Regions from separate parts of the Oryctolagus cuniculus genome. Here region 2 is linked to region 1. A link is a contact called in public Micro-C data. All regions are on one chromosome and are shown on one strand. Each heading gives the region's core, a stretch centred on a gene start, on an enhancer-like site or on the middle of the called end of the contact. The rest is flanking DNA. Distances are from core to core; before and after follow the strand shown. Region 1 overlaps RAPGEF1 (Rap guanine nucleotide exchange factor 1). Region 2 holds the start of RAPGEF1 (Rap guanine nucleotide exchange factor 1).

Evidence for each region. Hi-C and Micro-C count contacts between places; a contact is called where the count stands out from the background.
Region 2: a Micro-C map of ear pinna shows a contact between it and region 1, with 1.8 times the contacts expected there. The contact joins the promoter of RAPGEF1 here to the enhancer-like site in region 1. A contact is called at or near these places in 2 of 6 Hi-C or Micro-C datasets (ear pinna and an unstated tissue).

Annotation. Positions count from the first base shown.
Region 1 is chr1:234,078,864-234,084,474 of mOryCun1.1, reverse strand. The region is part of intron 1 of RAPGEF1 (Rap guanine nucleotide exchange factor 1); the gene reads left to right. Among named protein-coding and RNA genes, the nearest start is that of RAPGEF1, 64 kb to the left of the region's middle. Within about 2 kb of position 2,029, at least 6 of the 8 cell types and tissues checked have an H3K27ac peak or open chromatin away from gene starts, as enhancers often do. A contact at or near this core is called in ear pinna, where this site is marked.
Region 2 is chr1:234,143,352-234,148,962 of mOryCun1.1, reverse strand. It overlaps RAPGEF1 (Rap guanine nucleotide exchange factor 1), which reads left to right and starts at 3,046. Exons shown (of 27, transcript XM_051835417.2): 1 at 3,046-3,321. The coding sequence starts at 3,261.

The sequences.
Region 1 (5,611 bases), core at 780-3,279:
TCAACTGGAATTTGAGTAGTGCTGCTTTAAATATCCGGGTGTGTGTCCCAGAGTGTGTGCCTAGGAGTGGAGTCACTGGGCTTGGGGGAGACGGCTCAGTGGTGACAGGTGGCTGTCAGTCCGCCTTGCTCTTAGTTCACAGCCCTTGGTATCTGCTATGTTTTTCTTTTTATCTGTTCAGGCTTGTATTTAGCAGTATCTCCTATGGTTTTAACTTATCGTCTCCTGGTGACAGACGGAGTTGAGCACCTTGTCATATATCCGTGGCCATTTAGATACCATCTCTTGGTAAGTGTCTGAGTTTGAATCCGTTGTTAATCCTCACCAGTCAGATGTGAACCTCAGGCCAAGGCAAATCTGATTTCTTCCCCAGATGGTCGGGCCCAATGGCCCGGCCTCTTCCTTGCCACCTACCACTGTCACCGCTGCCCATAGCCTGCTGCTGCCGTGGTCCCCACAGGGCGAGTCCAGCTGCGCACTAGGGCGGGTTGGCGGCGTCTCCTCAAGCGTCTTCTCTCTGACCGCACGTCCCACTCTAGGGACGGGCATTTGGCTTGGCAGTTAATGCATCGGTTAGGGCACCTGCGTCCCATTCGCAGCCCCTGGGTTCGATTTCCCAGCTCCAGCTCCAGCTGCTGACCCCGGCTTCCTGCCTTCACACAGACCCTGGGAGGCAGCTCAGGTACTGCCCGCCTGCCACCTACAAGGCAGACCTGGACTGAACTGCAAGCTCCCCGCTGCAGGGCCCCGGCCGCGCGCTCTGTCCTTGCTCTGTCTCTGCCTCTCGATAGATAATAGCAGTTTGCAAATAAATGAATCTTTAAAGTTGCACTCTATGCCACACGCGCACACAGAGTGCGCATGAGGGCGTCACAGTGTGTTCGAAGAGCAAAAGGGGATGCCAGCCTCGTGTGCCCAAGCCTTCAGAAGGCCCGTGTGGATTCGAACACTTCACTGCAAAACGAGCTCGTCTTTTATTTTCAGCCCGTGAATTTCTGAAGACGCCCCCCGCCCCGCCTTGTTCCAGCAAAACATAGCTCGAGCACTGCTTACGTGAGAAAGCGCCCCTCAGTGTGTTGCCAAGTGGAGAAAAAAAACTAAAACAAAATTTCCGTTCTCCCACATGTGGAGTGAGGAGGGATTTTCAGTTTCTGTGGTGTGTGTGTTTTCAGTGCTTAGATCTTTTAGCACAACTGTTTCGCCTTTGTTTCTGAAAAAGAAAAGACACACGGGAGGTTGCACCAGCACTGGCAGAGCTGTCGGAGACGCTGTGAGCAAGCGGTAGCACAAGCAGACTCCTCGTGTCACAAGAGCCTCTGGTATTGCGAGACTTCAAATACTGTCTTCCCTCGATTTGGACATGAATAGTTCTAGATTAAGTAAGACAGAAGCTCTTTTAACGTGGAAATGGTTAGAAAAAAAAGAAACATCAGGTTGCTTCTGGCTCTCCTCGGCTGCGGCTATTTTTAGCATTTGCCTTATTAAGTGCTGGCAAAGACTGGCGTTGCGATCAGATAGCGACCGTGGCTGCGTGCGTCCAGCGTGTGCTGCATGCCAGGCCCCTGGCTCCGCGCTCCCCGTGCACGCGGGCTCACGATCGGTCCTCACGGCAGTGTGGGGAGGAGGTGGGCCTGTGGTCCTTCTGGAACCACACATGAGGAACTGAGGCTAGGCGAGGTGAGAAGTTTGTCCAAGGAAGTGGCTGAGCTCGAGTTAGAACGCACGTCGCAGAGCCCAGCCGCTCCTCCCCTCCAGCTGTCGTCCTCACACGCGTGTGCGTTACAGGAGCCGTTCCGGGCCAGCACAGGCCGGGCAATGAGCCACTGCCGGCCACACGGCCACGCGGTTTGTCAGGATTACCCTCCGCCCTCTTGGCTCCTCCTCCGAGTGCTGTGTACCGTGACCTTGGCTTTGTGTGCTTGGTGTTCAGGTGCCCCCGTCCCCGGCGGAGCTAAGCCCTGACAGAAACCACTGCTAAGTTGGGATCCCAGCTGCTTCTACAAGTGACGTTTGAAAGGAGGCCAGCCAGTGTGAGCATTTGTCAGCAGCACGCAGAGCTTGTGTTGGCTGGGGCAGGGCGGGCTGAGGATCTGAGAGTGAGCTACTGGCATCCGGCAGAGGGCTTTGGTGTGACTGTTTTGTTTGGGGTTGTGCTGGGATGTGACTCTGTAAACAGGCTGCAAGGTCCTGCCCACCCTCTCTCTCTGCCAGGGTAGGGATGAGCCCTGCCCCCACCCCACCCCCCGCCCCAGGGTACAGAGGAGCCCGGCCCATCCTCTCCTCTCGGGGTGGAGAAGGGCATTTATCTGACAGCCGGATCTGCAGCCTGGGGCTGCCCCAGAAGCTGGCTGCTGTTAGCAGCGTCACAGCCGTTTACATAGAAATTGTGAGCTCATGCGAGCTGCCCTTCCTGTGGAAGAAATGACGAGCAGATGAGTCACTGGGCGTCTCTGAGCCCCTCTGGTGTGATGGCCACCGAGCAGTGGTCCGGGGCGCTGCTTTCCCAGATTCCTTCCACTTGACCTCCCAGGTGGCTTTCATTGGCCACACCAGGACACAGCGGCGTGCAGCACTTGCACGTGAAGGGGTTCTGTTCCCTTTGGTTAGCCGTGGCCGACGCGGGTAGGGCTGGCTCTTAACCGCACTGTAGGTTGTGAAGGGCACAGCAGTGTCTGTAAGGTTAGAGATGGCACAGCTTGAGTATCCGTCACGGGAAGTGCTGGCACCAGTGTTTGAGCTTCCGCGTCGTGGAATATTTGTGTATACGTAATGAGATATCTTGGAGCCGGCACCCGGTTCTAAACGGGAAGTTCATGTGTGTCTCACACGCAGCTTCGGCTGAAGGTAGTGCCATCCATAGTTTTCGTGTGTCTGCATTCTGACTGTGACCCAAGGTCAGATGCAGAATTTGCCCCTTGGGGCTTCGTGGTGGCACTCCGGTCTCAGGTCGTGGAGCTCTCTGATTTCAGACCTGGATGGAGGCTTGTGAGCCTGCGCAGAATTCTCCTGTGTCCAGGAGCCGCGTAGGAGACTCACGGCAGCATTGTTTGCGCAGGCAGCAGCACTGGAGGTAGCCCAGTGTCTGCTGACGGAACCCATGGGATTTCAGAGCGTTGATAACACATGTATGTAACGCATGTTGATATGTCAGAGCTGCAGTGGAGTCCATGGCAGGAGCCTGAGAATTTTTGTATGTTATCATTTGTGTAAAGGGCACCGCGCAGTCTTTATGGTCACAGAAGTAAAGGGTGCAGAGCATGGAAGTCCGACTGTGACTCCTTCAGCTGCACGGGAGTGCATGGCGGCTGCGGTGGAGCCCGCCCTGCTTCTGTCTGGCAGCCGCCAGCCTTGTGCGGCTGTTCACATCACAGTGGAGGGAAAACCCAGCTCTTCGGTCCCACTAAGGCACGTGCAGGTACTTGGTATCCGCAGGGGCCGTCGTGTTAGTGTAGACAGGGACCATTTCCATTTGCAGAAAGCACTAGCGGATAGGCCAGATGGTGGATACGTAGATTCGATTCATCCTCTCTAACTTATAGCAACATATTTCCTTTTATTGTGCTTTGCAGATAATTGCATACTTTTTAACAAATTGAAGGTTTATAGCAGCCCTGCATCTAGCACATTTAAAAAAAAATGATTTATTTGAAAGGCAGAAATACAGAGAGAGGAAAAAGAAAAGGTCTTCCGTCTGCTGGTTCACTCCCCAAATGGCCTCCACACCCAGGCTGAGCCAGGCCTCAGCCAGGAGCCAGGAGCCGCTTCCAGGTCTCCCACGTGGGTGCAGGGTCCCAAGCACTTGGGCCATCTTCCGCTGCTTTCCCAGGTGCATTAGCAGAGAGCTGGATCGGAAGTGGAGCATCTGGGTCTCAAGCCGGTGCCCACATGGTATGTAGCACTGCAGGCAGAGGCTTAAACTATGCCACGGTGCTGGCCCCATCATTGGGCAAGTCTTACCTGCACCATTTCCCCGACAGATCAGATGATCATTAGCATTTTTGGCAATTTTTTTAAATTAAGACCAGTGTATTTTTTAAAGGACATGATGGTGTGGCACATTTACTAGGCTACAGTGTAACGTAAGCAGCACTTGTATACCCTGGGAAACGGAACAATTCAGCGTTGCTTTCTTGCAGCACTCCCAAGGCATGCTTGTATGTGTTTGCATGTGCTCTCTTAAAATGTTTGTTTTAGTTTTAGTGCTAGAAAGTGTGTAAGAAGACACACGTTTAACATCTGAAGTGTGACTTCCCAAATGTGAAAAATCAGGGAGGGACTGGATGGTGGCTGGCAAAGGCCACTGAGCCTGCAGGGTGAGGGAGCGTCTCTTGGCATTGCCCTCCGCCCCAGAAGATGGGTGGGAGAGTGTGTGTGCACGCGTGTGCACGCGTGTGTCTGCATGCTACCTGGAGCTGTCGGCAGGATGACCCTCACAGCAGTGCTCCTGCGGAAGCCACCCCTCGCTCCTCAACACTCAAAGGCGCAGCGTGAGTGACCTTGACACCCCCCGTTCAAGGAAAGGCGACAGAGAGCCTCCAAGCCAAACTCTGTCCTCGATTTCCAGAGTTGAGACTGTTTGCTCTGCCTGACGTACCACTTCTTGTGCTGAAGCTGGCTGTCTCGTGGCTATTAAAACCCCGAGGGCAGCGGCTTATTGGTGGGCATCTCACTGCCTGTAGATGCTGACCTGAATCCCCAGCTGCGCTCCAGCACAGACGAGAACTGGGGGCTGCGGCTGGCAGAGCAGAGACGGGAGATAAAGCACTTCCTGGGTCATGCTCATCGCTGGGCCGTGATCAGCGCCAGCCCTGCCTGCGTTCACAGGAAGCCCAGACGGTTTTCTGGTGACCACCACACCGCCTCCCTTGCCTGTTCAGTCCCACCGTGGTCTGAACGGCAGGGCTGTGCATCTGGCCGGCTCCTCCGCCTCATGCCTCCCTCCCCACAGCTCAGGCCAGCAAGTGGTGGAGAAGGTGGAAGTTGGCTCACCCAGCCTGTGGCGGAGAAGATCTTTGACCACCAAAGTAGCCCCGAGGAACTGCATGGACTTCCTGTTTGTGTCTGCTTTTCTTTCGCTGCTGTCAGCCCTCCTTGGCAGGGCGGAAGTAGCACAGATTAGTAAGCTGCTCTAACACCCCATCTAACTCGGGACCTGCCGTGCCTCCTTGTGGCTCCTAGAGGCCAGCATCAGGAGGGGTGGGACAGGGGCAGCGCCAAGCTCAGCACAGAAGGAGCATTTAAACCAAAGAGGGCGTTGTTGGCCAAGCCTAGGCCCAGGTGGAGCTCACAGTTCAGGCCAACAGTGGAGCAGAACAGGCACAATATTAAATTAGATTGTTGGTGCTACGGGGTAACCTGGCCAACCTCTGTGAGCAGTTGGGAAATAAGAATTTGGTCCACCTTGCTACCATCCAAACTGTATAGCTATGGGGCCGGCGCTGTGGCACAGCGGGTTAAAGCCCTGGCCTGAAGCTCTGGCATCCCATATGGGCACCGGTTCTAGTCCTGGCTGCTCCGCTTCTGATCCAGCTCTCTGCTGTGGCCTGGGAAAGCAGTAGAAGATGGCCCAAGTCCTTGGGCCCCTGCACCTACGTGGGAGGCTCAGAGGAAG
Region 2 (5,611 bases), core at 1,797-4,296, 63 kb before region 1:
AACGCTCGACCTGGCCAGCCCTGAGCTCTTTCCCCTGCCTTCCCTCTCCCAGGGGAGGCCCAAAGTCGGGAAATGCTGATCCAAACCTGGTGCTCACCCTGCGGCCCTACCCGGCGCAGCAGGCCCCCTGCTCTCGGGAAGTACGCGCAATGAGTCTTCTCCGTTCTAGCCGGCAGGAGCAGTGTGGGGGGGCTCCATGGCGGGAGGAGCGAGGCTGCACCACTGGCTTGCTTCCTTGCCCTATGAGTGCTTGGCTATGGCCACACACACCTTGGATGAGTAACCTACGTTGAATAAGCTCCAGGACCCGATTTGCAATAATGTCCACTGGCAGAGTTGTTTGCACAGCCCTTGTCACGGGACAGGTCAGGATTTATCACACGTATTTGGTTTTGTTTGGTCCAGCTTTCTACCTTGCACCTGCGGTTTTGGACTTGGAGTACTGGCCTGTCTCAGCCATTTGGACTTGGAGTACTGGCCCGTCTGTCTCAGCCTCGAAGCCTGGCAGGGTTGGGGGCAGCACTGGGAGTGTGGGAGAGGTGGGGCCTGGGGCAGGGGTCAGCTTTGTCTGGCCATGCGGTTGTGCAGAGACCTGGCTCAGAGCAGCCATTCATCAGCTCAAAGGCAGAAATGAATTAGTCCATCTCGGCTTTGCCTTTGATCCCTAGCGGGCTGGAACTGGCAAAGTGACAGTTCTGGAAACATGGCTGCTTCTGAAGGGTTAAGCCTCCGCCTGCAGTGCCGGCATCCCATATGGACGCTGGTTCCAGTCCCGGCTGCTCCACTTCCGATCCAGCTCTCTGCTGTGGCCTGGGAAAGCAGTGGAACATGGCCCAGGTGCTTGATCCCCTGCATCCATGTAGGAGATCCAGAAGAAGCTCCTGGCTCCTGGCTTTGGATCAGTGCAGCTCCAGCTGTTGTGGCCATTTGGGGAGTGAACCAGCAGATGGTAAATAAATAAATCCTAAAAAAAATCTGCCACCTGCATCGCCACATATCAGATGACTGGTTCGAATCTTGTCTGCTCTGCTTCCAAGCCAGCTCCCTATTAATGTGCCTGGGAAAGCAGCAGATGATGGTACAACAGTTAGGAGCTCCTGGCTCCGGGCTTCAGCCTGGCCCAGCCCTGGCTGTTGCAGCTATTTGGGGAGAGAACCAGCTGATGGAAGATCAACTTCTCTCTGTCACTTTGCCTTTCAAATACATAAAATAAATCTTTAAAAACATTTAATTTAAATGTATTCATTTAATTTCTTTGAAAGACAGGGAGGTCGTCTATCTGCTGGTTCACTCCCCAAATGCACATAACAGCCAGGGCTGGGCAGAGCGTGGGGAACTCAATCCAGGTCTCTCGTATGGGTGGCCAGGACTTCAGAACCGGAGGCACCACCTGCCACCTTCCAGGGTTCAGCTTAGCAAGAAGCTGGGATTGGGAGTGGAACTGGGACTTGAGCCCTCCTGCCTGGGGTGCAGGCGTCCCAAACGGCAGCCTAACTGAAATGCCTGCCCCAGGTTCTTTGATTGTTTAATGAGGGTTTTTTTTAAGTTATATTTATTTATGGGGCCATAATCCTCTTCCTGTGGTGCCGGCATCCCATATGGGCGCCGGTTCTAGTCCCGGCTGCTCCTCTTCTGATCCAGCTCTCTGCTATGACCTGGGAAAGCAGTAGAAGATGGTCCAGGTCCTTGGGCCCCTGCACCCATGTGGGAGACCTGGAAGAAGCTTCTGGCTCCTGGCTTTGGATTGGTGCAGCTCCGGCCACTGCAGCCATTTTGGGAGTGAACCAGAGGAAGGAAGACCTTTCTCTCTGTCTCTCCCTCTCACTGTCTGTAACTCTACCTCTCAAATAAATAAATTTTTTTAAAAAGTTATATTTATTTGAAAGAGTTACAGAGAAAGGGGGAGAAAGAGAGAGAGAGAAAGAGAGATCTTTCATCTGCTGATTCACTCCCCAAATGGTCACAACAGCTGGAGCTGTGCTGATCCAAAGCCAGGAGCCAGGAGCTTCTTCCAGGTCTCTCACGCGGGTGCAGGGCCCCGAGACTTGGGCCATCTTCTACTGCTTTCCCAGGCCACAGCAGAGAGCTGGATCGGAAGAGGAGCAGCTGGGACAGGAACCAGCGCCCGTATGGTGCTCTACCCACCATGCCACAGTGCCAGCCACTGATTCTTTAATGAGTTTTAGTGAAGTAACTGTCACATTAGGAAAGGCCCAGAGCTGAGCCCCAGGGTCCCCGTGGAGGGGTGGATGCAGCAGGGCAGGTGGCATTGCTGTGTCCCTGAGGGGACTGTGCTCAGGCCTTGGGATGGAGGCTGCAGGCTGCAGAGGATGCCCGGGCCCGAGTAGGGTCAGGCCCTTGGCACGGGTTTGGCCCAGCACAGGACTCTGAGTCCCAGGTGAGGTCATTCCCTGCTGTGAGATCCCTGGGCTGGTAGAAGGGCTGTGGGGTCACTCCCAGGCCTCGGTGTGGATGACCCAGTGAAGTTTGTGTCCCTGGGTGTGCATGGGGAGGGGGCATCGGGCAGGTTGCCAGCCGGGAAAGGATGTCGAGCCTGGTTAGGGCCAGTTTTCCAGGCTTTGGCGCTGACAGCCTGGTTCACTGAGGGTGCTGAGTCCTGCATGACGGACGTGGGGGCTGGCTGTGTCCCGGGCCAGTATGGAGCCCTGTGGCTCACGGGAGTGGGCTCCTGAGACTCTGAGCAGTGCAAGGCTCTCAGTCCCGGATTGGGGGGTGTCAGTCCCATGCCTTGGGGTGGAAACTCTGGGCTGGGTCGGGGTGCTTATGGAAGGCTCGGGACAGGTTCCCAGCGCTGAGGTCTGGGTGGGGTCAGCCTGAGGCCTTGGCCTGGTCACTGATGGGACTGAAGCACGGGGTCCGTCGGGACACCCCTGGCCGGCAGGGGGCGCTGCGTCTCGGCCGGGACGCTCCGGGCGGCTCCGGGCCGGCAGGGGGCGCTGTGCCGCCGGCGGCGCGGCGGGCTCCCGGCAGGGGGCGCTGCAGCCGCGGCCGGGGCCCGGCGGGCGGCGGCGGCGGCGCTGCGGCCGGCTCGCTAGCCCGGGAGCGGCGGCGGGCGCGCAGGAGGCGGAGCGGCGGCGGCGGCGGCGGCCCGGGCGGGCTGGAGCGCGGTCGCCGAGCGCACGGGCCGCGACCGCGCGGGGCCCGCCATGCCGGCGCGGGACTGAGGCGCGGCGAGCCAGGGCCGAGGCGAGCGGCGGGCGCGCCGGCCTGTCGCTCTGCGGCGGCCCGGCCGGGGCCCGATGAGCGGCGGCCTCGGCCTCCGGCGCAGCCCGGAAATGTCCGGCAAGATCGAGAAAGCAGGTGAGGCGGCGCGGGCGAGGCGCGGCCGCGCGTCCCCCTCCGCGGCCCTGCAGCCCGGCGGGGCGCGGAGCTGCCGCCCAGGCCTCGCCGCGCGCCGGGGCGGCCGTGCGGGCAGGGGCAGGGCCATCTTGAGCCGCGGGGCCTGGGCGCGCCGAGCGGGCGCTGCGGGCGGCGGGGCCTCCGCCGCGGCCCCCACGCCGCCCGGGAACTCCCGAGAGCCCGGGGGCCGGGGCGGCCGCGGAGCCCGCCGCGCGCCCTGCGCGGGGCCGGGGCGGGACGGAGCCCGAGGCGGCCGCTCCGGGTGCTGCCCGGCGGGCGGGCGGGCGGGCGGGCTGTGCCGGGGCGTTTTGCAGGGCGCAGCCGGGCTGTGCCCCTGCGAGCGGGGCCTGCGCGGCGGGGCTGGCTGCAGACCGCGGCTCTTTGTGCGCGCCCAAGTCCTGGGTTTTGCCCGTGCTGGGGCTCGATTCGCGTCGTGCCTCGGCGGCCCGGGCCTCCCTGGGGGCCGGGAGCACGCCCCGGGGTCGTGAGCCGGGTGCCGGCTTAGCTCGGCGGCGGCGTTAGCCGGGGTCTGGGGCACCGATTTCGGAAGCTGCGCCCGGGGCTGAGGCCGCCCAGCTCCGCGGTGCAGCCGGGAGGCCAGGTAACTTTTGCACCCTGCTGTTTTAATGAAGCACGGAAGGGCAGTCTCCGTGGCCGGCTGTGGCGGTTTGACGGTGCATCCGACTCCGCGCCCCTATTGCTTGTTCTTTATTAAGAGGGAAGATGGCCCCAGTTTTACAGGCTTGGGGGGGGGTGCTGATTGGGCTCCTGCAGCCCACCCTGCAAGGGGGCAGCAGGCTGTCACTGACCCCGGCCCTGCAGCTGGGCGCCTTCCTCGCGGGGCAGGGCGCCCATTCTGGGGCGCTCTCTTCCCCGCCGCCAGCCGCAGGGTCTTGGCGGAGTCCACGAGCCACCTCCCTGCACATGTGCTGCGCCAGAAATATCTCGGGCTCATCTGTGCGGCTTTGCTCCTTCGTGGCTGCTCGGAATGCGGCCACTATTGGGGGACCTGAATGACGCACAGACACAAATAACCGGAGCCGGGTTGTTCGCAAAGACTGGGCTAGCACGAGGGTCAGAGAGCAGGCTGGACCGGGCCCGCTGTCCCTCGGGAGAGCAGGCTGGACCGGGCCGCTGCCCCGTAAGCGCAGGTCCCCGGGAGGTGAGCTTTCCCCGGCCGATTCTCCTGCCCCGCGGCCGGTGTGCATCGGCACAGGCCCTCTGCTGGGGGCTGCGGTAGATGCAGAACCTAGCAGGTGGCCTGGGAGTGGGTTGGGGCTGGACCTGGGCTGCCGCAGTGGGCCGTGGTGGGCACAGGTGAAGAGGGCTCTGAAGGGGCGGTGTTTGTGGGAGGCCCGGAAGAGGGGGTGGGGGACATCCAGGGTGGAGGTGGAGAGGGAGAGGGAAAAGAGCTGAGCCCTAGGGGCTGGGGCTGGGGGAAGACAGGTCGGAGGGAGAGGCTGGGTGGGGGCGTTCTGAGGTTGGCAAGGCCCGAGTTGGCATCGCCTGGATAGCGGGTGTCCCAGCCAGCCCCCCCCCCCCAGGAAGCTTCGCTGCTGCCCTGTGCACCTGCTGAGGGAACCGGAACACCCCTGGGACGAGGGCTCCCCTTCCTGGTGGCGCCTCCTGGTGCCTGTAGACGCAACCCATGTTGTATTCTGATGAGATTTCCCGCTAGAGTTTTCTTTTTCCTTTGTTTTAGATTTATGTATCTATTTTGAAAGTCAGAGTTACAGAGAGAGGGAGAGACAGCGAGATCTTCCATCGGCTTGTCCACTCCCCAGATGGCCGTAGCGGCCAGGGCTGGGCCAGGCTGACGCCAGGAGCTTTCCTATGGGTCTCCCACGTGGGTGGCCAGCACTTGGCCAGACACTTGGGCCGTCTTCCGCTGCTTTCCCCAGGCCATTCGTGGGGAGCTGGATTGGAAGTGGGGCAGCTGGGAACCGGCGTCCATGTGGGATGCCGGTGTTGCCGGCAGCGACTTTACCCGCAGCGCCACAGCGCCCCCTGCACAGCGCCCCCCCCCCCCAGGGTTTTCCAGACAGACGCATCTGGTGAATCACCTGCGAGTGTTTGGGCCAGCGGAGGTTCGCCGTGCCAGCGACCCCTCTCAGCCGGCCTGCACGCAGCCAGCGGTTGGTGCTGGAGGTTGTAGTTTTTGGATGACTTGAAGAGCTGAAGGGGCGCGTGCATGTGTGTGTATGGTCTCTCTCTGACAATAGGAGGACCCGCGCCCTGACTTCTCGGGTTT